3 separate regions of the Mus musculus genome follow, and all the other regions are linked to region 3. The links are chromatin contacts, called in public promoter capture Hi-C maps. All regions are on one chromosome and are shown on one strand. The core of a region is the stretch at or near the end of the contact, and the rest is flanking DNA. Distances in the headings are between cores, read along the strand shown. Region 1 overlaps Tmcc1 (transmembrane and coiled coil domains 1). Region 2 overlaps Plxnd1 (plexin D1). Region 3 overlaps Tmcc1 (transmembrane and coiled coil domains 1).

Region 1 (3,057 bases), core at 527-3,026, 71 kb before region 3:
AAAAAAATAATGTAAATACATGTCACATGGCCCACCCATTCCATTTCTAAGTATCTCTAGGACAAACCAAAGCATATAGTCACACGAGAACACATATTCTTAGCAGATTTATTGATAGCTAAGTATATCTAACTATCTGAGTGTCAATCACAAGTCTATGAATAAAAAAATTGTGTCCTATTTGCACAATGAAATATTGCTTAGCAATGAAAACTATTGATGTTCTCCACAGCATAAACAGACCTTAAAATGATTAGGCTTACTGAAAGAAGATAGACTAAAGGAAAGTATACTGTATGTTTTACTGTGTTTAAATCTAGAAAAATGTAAACTACTCTTTTGTGTCAGAAAGCAGATAGTGCTTACAGGGAGAAGGAGCAAGGAAAGGCTTTAGGAAACTTGGGTAACCATAGAAATGTTTGTCATCTTGAGTATGGTAATAGTAATGTTAATGCATTAAACTGTATGTGTGAAATCCATTAGTTTGTATAAATAAGTTAATACTTCAAAACTGTGAATGACAGGCTGGTTAGAATAGTTAGGAAAGGGAGAGGGAGAACGACAGGCTGGGTAGAATAGTTAGGAGAGAGAGAGGGAGAGAGAGAGGGAGAGGGAGAGAGGAGAGGTTTGTAGGTTTGTATATGTGTGTGAAGGGCTGAGGAGAGAATACAAGGGTATATATTGAGATCAAAGGACAACTTCCATATCAGTCTTTGTCTTCTACCTTTCTTTGAGAAAGGGTCTCTTTTCTGCTGTAACACCTGGCTGTACCAGGAGCTTCTAGGATGGCCTGCCATCTCCTGCCTGCCAATCTCAGGAGCACTGGGATTGCAGATACATAACAATATGCATCCAGCTTTTTTGTGGGTGCAAATTCAGGTCCTTGTGCTAATGGAACAAGCCATTGGGCCATTTCCTGAACCCCCACTTTTAAGTATAATCTTTATCTAATCCTTATTTAATTTTCTGTAAGTGTTTTTTTACTGCCATTGTTCTTTTCCTGTTAGATTTTTTTCAGGTTCTTGCATATGCTGTTTTATTTTGTTGGTAAGAATATGTTATTTTTATTAACAATGTGACTATAAAAAAAGGCTAACTTTAGTTGACACAATTTGGGGCTAAAATTTCTTTTTTAAAGAGATCTAAGTGTTGATTATATCCAATTTCTTTTTACATTTTTGTTTTCTTACTATACTTATTTACTTGGGAGAATGGGGTGGGGGCAGGGGGGAGTGTGCCATGGTGTTCATGTGGAAGTCATCTATTCTCTGTGGAGGTTGGTTTTCTCTTTTTCATCATATGAGATTAGGAGATTACACTCAGCTTGTTAGGCTTACTTGGCAGGAGCCTTTACCTGCTGAGCCATCATATCAGCCCATTGAAGCTAAAATTCTGTATATGCGTGCTTGTTGGAAAAGTTTTATTTTGGACATTTAGAATGTGCCACATTTGCTCTTGAAAGTATGTTTGCCTGAATGTTCTTGTCTTGGTACTGACCTCCACAGTTCACTGAGTGTGCAAATACAAGGTTTGCCCTCACAGATACTCTTTGGAGACATTTCTGTGGGAGACTCCTTATGTCATTTTCATCCTTGCCATAATGCCCTCTAATTTGTAATTTTTTTATGCTTCCTTCTCTTAAAAGTCATTAGCTATTTTTCTGCATAAGAAACTAGGCATAATTTCAAGGTTATTTTCTCTAACACTTCACAGACACTTAAGCTTTTTGGAGACATTTTTGTGGGATGACTCCTAATGTCATTACGGTCCTTGCCAAAATGCCCTGTAACCTCTAACTGTGAAAACTGAGGTTAACAAATGCTGTCTCAGTTCTCACACTGAGAGTTTACCTCCTTTTGTTGATATGAATGTGGCTAGTCTGTCTTCAGCTTTATAATCCTCCTGCCTCTGCTTCCTGAGTGCTGAAATTATAGATATTCACTACTGTTGGGTGATATACTACTACTGGGGATATGTGAATAAGCATCTCACTCCTGAACAGAGGAAGGATACTACTGAAGTCCATCCTAGTGAACCGGAATTTATTTGGGTTATATGCAGGGCAAGTATGCATGAGGAGTCACTTGCTTACAAGAGAAGAAATGATTCAGATACTGACATTACCAAAACCTACCCATGGGTGACAGTTCACAAAAACTGGAAACTTGGAATGGCATGCACAACCAGAGGGCAGTTCAACAAGGGTCTCTTTGGGTAGCTCATCTTGTCTGAGAGTATGATTCAGAAGTCCTTACTTCTTGTAAATGTGTGTGGTGGTGATGGGTGCCTAGTGAATCTTGTCAATTTCAGGAGCTTCCTGAAACCTCTGAGTTTCCCTGTAGTAGCTTTCCTTCCCATTTAGTGCACTTGTGCCTTAAGGATGCCTTCCCTCTATGATGGAATGTTACATTTCAAAAGAAATTGTTACACATTAGCCACCATGCCTAGATATTTGTCTTGAAAAGATTAATACTATTTATACTTTAATGATAGTGTTCATTTCAAAAAAGTATTTGAAGATTATAGACTGTGGAAAACTGGTGTCTTCCCTTTACCATGGGGATGAAAGAGAAGTTGTGGAAGTATCTGCCGCCGGGAAATGTTTTACATATTATCTATACCCTTTTTGTCTCTGATTTTTTTTCTTCTCTTAAATCACTGATACACACACACACATATATACTCATGAACTTAAAGCCTGACTTGCCATGTACCTTGGTTTCTGGACAAATAAGCTGGAAATGGGCCAGAAACTTCCTTCCTGCTGGCTATCCCTCATAGTATTGGAAGATGCATTGATGGAGAATTGTCAGTGAAAGTCTTATTCAAGTGTGTATCGTGTGTACAACAATACTGACCAGTCAGGCTGCAAGATGAGCTCATTGTTGCAGGGCTATTGTGAGGGTAACAAACTGCTTTCTGATTCAGTTGAATGCCTGTTTTATGGTTGGGAGATATCTCTGCCACTGTAAAATTGATGAAAATCCTGTGGCTGAGGTGAATTCTAAGCCCTAATGAGGAAGCAGATAGTGTTATTTTGCTAAATGACATAATGTG
Region 2 (2,969 bases), core at 232-2,731, 110 kb after region 3:
GGGCAGGGCCCGGGGCCCGAAGCAGGAGGGCATTCTTAGCTGGGCTATCCTGAGCCTCCCCAGCCAGGTCACCAGGCCTTATCATGACAGTAGCCATCGGCTGACACCCCCCTCTCTTGCGCAGAACTTGAACGTGTCCTTCCAGGGCTGTGGGATGGACTCCCTCAGCGTGCGGGCCATGGACACCGACACGCTGACGCAGGTGAAGGAGAAGATCCTGGAAGCCTTCTGCAAGAACGTCCCCTACTCACAGTGGCCGCGGGCGGAGGACGTGGACCTTGGTGGGCAAGGGCGGGCACCATGCCTCGCAGCTGGCTGCTGCAGCCTCTTTCCTGTGTTAGTCAAGGCCCCAGGGCTCCCCTTGAGGAACAAACCCTTGTTCTGCAGCTGTGGGCAACAGCAAAAAGCAATCGAGAAACGCTTTCCAAAGAGGTCTTTCGGGTTGGGTTTTGAAGGATGCGTAGGAGTCGTGGTCAGACCGGTTACCAGAAACTGTTCCTAAAGTTCACCCTGAACTAGGCCCTGCCCTGTACTCTGGACAGTTAGGGTGAACAGCCGGGCTCCCAGGGGGCGTCGCTTGCTTCTGATTCTAGGAGAATGGGAAGTTTCTTTTACTGTGGTCCAGGCTAGTGGCTGCCCCTGGGGCCACCTCTTCTGTAGTCCTGATGCCCCTCTTCACCTCCAGAATGGTTTGCCTCGAGTACCCAGAGCTACGTCCTCCGGGACCTGGATGACACATCAGTGGTGGAGGACGGCCGTAAGAAACTGAACACACTGGCCCACTACAAGGTGCCTAAGCTGGCCCAGCCACCCTACCCCTCCCCTCTAACCTCATACGTCTAACCTCATCTCCTCTCCTCTGTCAGATACCTGAGGGCGCCTCCCTAGCCATGAGCCTCACAGACAAGAAGGACAGTACCCTGGGCAGAGGTATGGCTCATAGCTGGGGAGGTGACCCAAGCGTGATGTGAGGGCTCCCTTCTTGGGCCCTTTCAGAGCCGTGCTGGGTGGGGGGCAACTGAGTTTTGGAAAGGGGGTCCCCACCTCCATGCTGCTAGAGAAAAGCTGATTGCTTCCAGCAGCTACAGCAAGGCCCCAGGAGGGCACGTGCCCTTCCAAGAGGCCTGGGCCGTGGCCAGGTCTGAGCTGGTTACATGACCTGTGGGCTCTAGGCCACACCCCTGCCTCCAAATCTAGACCATGTCCTTACAGGCCCTAGGCCCAGATCCATGAGGGTCCCAGGGTCCATCCTGAAGTAGAACGCCAGATCTTGGCTCTCCCCCAGTCTTCCCCTCTCGCCATCCCCCTCGGGTTACCTTCCCAACCCCCCTCATTTGTTTATCCTGTGTTTCCCTTTTGCAGTGAAAGACTTGGACACAGAAAAGTATTTCCATTTGGTGAGTGCCCAGCCTCAGGCCCTGGGGAGCAGGCTTTGCTGGGCGGGGCTTTGGCTCTCTGACTCCCTGAGCCTCCAGGAAAGAGCTCCTAGGCCCTGGGAAAAGCCAGAGTGGGTGAGGGAGCAGGGATGGGCCGGGTGCTGGGTAACACAGGGCAGACTTCCGTGGGAGGATTGAGGAGGGTGCCGTTGGGGACCAACCCTGCCCACCTTGCAGGTGCTACCTACGGATGAGCTGGTAGAGCCTAAGAAATCTCACCGGCAGAGCCACCGCAAGAAAGTATTGCCAGAGATCTACCTGACCCGCCTGCTGTCCACCAAGGTGGGCCCAGCCTCCATGTCCACCCCGTAGGGGAATAAAGGGGTCCCCGTGCTCCAAGAAGAAGTCCGTGTTCTTCCTGCCACCCAGTAGGCAGCAGAGGACCCAGGGTTACTTCCGTGGCCTCAAGTCACAAGACTCAGACCTACACCCAGAGGCCACATTCTGAGCCCTACCTCCCTGCTACCCAGGTCCTCCTCTCCCCCGCTCCAAGAAAGCATCATTGACAACTCAGTCAGGAATCTTGAGGCTCAGAGATGTTCAGAGGCTGGGCTAATGATGTCCCACATCTTCCCTGCAGGGCACGCTGCAGAAGTTCCTAGATGACCTGTTCAAGGCTATCCTGAGCATCCGAGAGGACAAGCCCCCGCTGGCTGTCAAGTATTTCTTTGACTTCCTAGAGGAACAGGCGGAGAAGAGAGGCATCTCCGACCCTGACACCCTGCATATCTGGAAGACCAACAGGTGGTGGCCGAGGAATGGGGTTGCACGGGGGTGAGGGGGGGGGCGCCAATGGGGTTAGAGCACCAATGGTATCATGGCATCAGGGCAGCCAAAGCACCAGGGCAGATGAGGGCAGAGCCTGGCCTGAATGCTTCCTGTCTTGAATCAGCTTCTATTTGGCCATTTCCCCACTGTGTGGTCTCCGGTGAGAGACTTAGCTCTGGTGCTGCAGTGTCCCCTCTGTGAAACCAGAAAGCATCATATAAGCTTGCCTTTGCTCACCGCTAATGCCCCATCATACAGAGAGAAGCGAAGGCCCACAGAGCAGCAGTCACCCAGGCCCAAGGGCACACACTGGGAAGTGGCAGTGCACATTGGCTGTGACTCCCACACCTAATATGTAGCTTCCTTTGAGGCCCCTTCTTCGCTTTCTGGGGTCATATACTACCCCGCCAAGAAGGTCCCAGAACTCTTAGCCTGGCCCTCAGAGAAATGCCTGTGCAAATTCAGTTGCAGTTTCTCTCTGCTCGGGGTGGGGCTGGGCAGGCAGGCACCCCAGGCTCTGCAGGGCTGAGCAGGGGCTTGTCCCCAACCCTCTCTGGCCTCCCAAGGACAGTCAGCCCTGCCTTCTTCGTGCAAGGCCGGGTGGGGGAGGAGTGTGGATACAGGCAGCAGGGTGGGGGCTTCTAATGAGAACCAGGAGTCTCGTGTGCGTGCAAAGGAGAGGAAGGCTCTCTGGGGTGAGGGTTGGCCCCTAGCTGGCAGGGGAAGGACACCACATATCCAGAGGCTTCAGGGGCTGCGAGGACC
Region 3 (2,948 bases), core at 53-2,552:
GTTCCAGGATAACCAGGGCTACATGATAAGACCCTGTATTTAAAACATAATAATAATAAGGTAGATGCAGGGCTAAGGACATGGCTCAGTCTGTAAACCCTTCCCGAGAACAAGCTCAAGGATGTCCAGAACCCATATAAAAACCAGGGCAGTGGCACATTTGTAACCTCAGTGCTAGGGGGGAAGAGACAAGGATTCCTGGTGTTTGCTGGTCAGCCAATCTAACTTAAATCTGTGAGTTCCCAGTTTGGTGAAAGACACTAAAAGGTGGAGAACATTTGAGGAAGGTAACCAATGTCATTGACCTCTAACCTACACATTGACCTCTAACCTACACACACACACACACACACACACACACACACACACACACACACACGTATGCATAAATTTCTAATGTCCAAAAAGAAATGGGCTGTCACCACACTTCCCATGATATAGCAAGATTGTGAAAGGAACCAGGAGGAACCAGGAGGAACCCTGTATTCATAGTCTCCATAGACTCACCAAAAATAAAGTAGATAAGTTTTTTGTTTGAGACATTCTCATGTACACGAGGCTGATCTAAAATTCCATATGTAGCCAAGGGATGACCTTGAATTTCTGATCCTCTTGCCTCCGCTCCAGCGTTGGGATTAGAGGGTTACACCGCTATGCCTATTTATACTGTGCTGGGACTGATCCCAGAGTCATGTGAGTTCTAGGTGAGCACTCTCCCAGCTAAGCCATAGCTTCACCCACACACTCACATAACATTTTTGGTGAACTAAGAAATGGTATATGTGAAGTTGGGCAGATGTGAAAAGTGAAGTTATTAGGCATACCTTCAGTCCCACTGTGTGTGTGTGTGTGTGTGTGTGTGTGTGTGTGTGTGTGTGTGTATGTGTGTGTCCCCATTACCAAAGGCATATTTTCTGAATGTTCAACCTGCTCTGTATTAAAATGGCAGAGAGGGTTTGAAACTCCTCAGGTAGGTCACAGGGTCTAGAAACAGGAGGCTTCCAACCTCCTGTCCAGTCAGATTCAGGATGTTTGTGATATCAGTTGAATGAATCAATGGCTTCTTCAGATTCCTCACTTCCTTTTTAAAGAGAACTTTTTTCCTATCTTTTACTAGTGTGAGCTGTTTATGATCGGTGTTGAAGGTGTTTTTTATGTCATTGCTTAATTGGACTGGAGATAATCTCATGTGACAGCATGGAGCTCTTGTTTTGGAGTTGCCATTACTTTCTAGAACAGCCATTCTGTATAGCTGCCAACATGCCCTGGGTACTCTTGCTTCATATTGCAGTGATACTGCTTTGTCAGGGTAGAATTCAGCCTCACAGGGCTAGAGTCAGTCTGCTGACCTCATGCCACAGTACAGCATGTTCAAACCTGGGAGAAACCCAGGGGTTACTCGGCATATTCTTCCTCCTTCCTTACAAGCATGGAACCGTCACTGTCCTCGGAAACCGTATGTTGTATATGTGTGTGTATCTGTCTCTTTATAAATCTCCTCATTACTGTAGTTATACAGCTTTAAGTGGGGGGCTGGTTGCGGACACAGGAAACTGACCGAGCTGCTAGAACTTAGCACTTCTCAACAGCAAAGCTCAGCCAGGGCATGTGCTATTTTTAGACAGTGAATTTGAGATAATAGAGAATCCTGTTATGTTTTCTGTTTGTTTCACTCATAGCTATTCGGACTGAGTGCGAGGGGGTTTGTGTGGCTATGTAAGTCATGATTGGATCATACTAAAGTATCCAACACTCGGGTATGGGAGCCTGTTTCCATGCCGAATAGACGTTGTTTGGGGTGTTTCAGGGTAAAAAGTTACCAGAAAATAAGCATTCCCTTCAGTGAACAAAAGAGTTTCATTTGCCTTGACGGATTGGGAAAGGCTTGGGTTAAATGTGAAGATGCCAGGCATGCATAACAAATAGGAATTTGAGTTAAAGCCAGTTTGAAATATTTCTCACGTTCTTCTTTTAATAAAAGGATTCTTATCACTGAGCTACTTGTTTTCAGAGCTTTTCCTGTGACACAATGGTTTCCTGAATTATGAATTATGTACACCTCTGTTAATTTTCATCTTTTGATCAACACCACAGGACTGTGTAATGAACTAAACAGGAAGATGATCCAGCTTTATGCAACATCCCCCTATGTTCACATTTCATATTTAGTTCTGAATAGAAACTAGGCCATTAGATTGAATTTACTATGGGTCGATTTTATAAACACTACATAATACTTTATAGAACATGATTTTTTTTTTTAAAGCAAAACCAGTTCTTTAGAGGGACACACACACACAGTCTAAAATTAATACTGTTTGCTGGTGAGCAGTTGGACTTAAGCTCCAAACAGATTTTTTACTCTGGAGTTTGATACTTTAAATGCTGGCTTTATTAGCAGATTTGTGCCTGTGATCTGTACTCTCTTTTTCTGTTTGTTCTAATTCTTGAATCCTAAAACCTTGGCAGATCTTGTGTTTGTTCTGAAGTTATAAAAGGTCAGTTTGTTTATCAGTGTTTTATTAAGAATGCTAATACATGAGCGGGAGAGATGGCACAGTAGTAAGAGTGCTTACTCTTCCAAAGGACCCAAGTTTGGTTCTGAGCACTTACAGCAAGTGAATCTCAACTGCCTGTAACTCCAGAACTGGAGAACCTGGCACCTCTGGCCACGGTGGAAGTTGGGACTCTTATTTACAAACACATAATTAAAAATTATAAATCTGTAAGAAAGAAAAAAAGAATGGTAGTGCAGGATGAGCTGGGTGATATGAAGGAAAGTATTCATAGAAGTGCCTTAAGAGAGAGGGAGACACCATCAGTTGCATCTTATACGCCATCAGTGCCAATGTGGGGCAGAGACATGAGACAGAATTGAAACACTTCAGTTGCCTTTACCTAGTACTTCCATTAACTCCTAATGTAGAGATCTTTCTAGACCTGGGGTG

What was found. Capture Hi-C pulls out chosen DNA fragments and counts their contacts.
Region 1: a promoter capture Hi-C map of liver shows a contact between it and region 3. The contact joins two enhancer-like sites. A contact is called at or near these places in 3 of 484 Hi-C or Micro-C datasets (muscle stem cells and neutrophils), 3 of 115 datasets of contacts at active chromatin or transcription factors (bone marrow-derived macrophages, embryonic stem cells and heart atrium) and 3 of 9 other capture datasets (adipose tissue, liver and pancreatic islet).
Region 2: a promoter capture Hi-C map of adipose tissue shows a contact between it and region 3. The contact joins two enhancer-like sites. A contact is called at or near these places in 1 of 484 Hi-C or Micro-C datasets (nephron progenitors) and 3 of 9 other capture datasets (adipose tissue, liver and pancreatic islet).

The regions. Positions count from the first base shown.
Region 1 is chr6:116,142,455-116,145,511 of GRCm38.p6, reverse strand. All of the region lies in intron 1 of Tmcc1 (transmembrane and coiled coil domains 1), which reads left to right. Among named protein-coding and RNA genes, the nearest start is that of Tmcc1, 49 kb to the left of the region's middle. Within about 2 kb of position 1,776, at least 26 of the 459 cell types and tissues checked have an H3K27ac peak or open chromatin away from gene starts, as enhancers often do. A contact at or near this core is called in bone marrow-derived macrophages, liver and muscle stem cells, where this site is marked.
Region 2 is chr6:115,957,738-115,960,706 of GRCm38.p6, reverse strand. It overlaps Plxnd1 (plexin D1), which reads left to right. Exons shown (of 36, transcript NM_026376.3): 27 at 125-281; 28 at 686-789; 29 at 867-930; 30 at 1,363-1,397; 31 at 1,614-1,718; 32 at 2,017-2,180. Among named protein-coding and RNA genes, the nearest start is that of H1f8, 14 kb to the right of the region's middle. Within about 2 kb of position 1,481, at least 45 of the 459 cell types and tissues checked have an H3K27ac peak or open chromatin away from gene starts, as enhancers often do. A contact at or near this core is called in adipose tissue, where this site is marked.
Region 3 is chr6:116,071,520-116,074,467 of GRCm38.p6, reverse strand. The region is part of intron 3 of Tmcc1 (transmembrane and coiled coil domains 1); the gene reads left to right. Among named protein-coding and RNA genes, the nearest start is that of Plxnd1, 78 kb to the right of the region's middle. Within about 2 kb of position 1,302, at least 96 of the 459 cell types and tissues checked have an H3K27ac peak or open chromatin away from gene starts, as enhancers often do. A contact at or near this core is called in adipose tissue, bone marrow-derived macrophages, liver and 1 more, where this site is marked.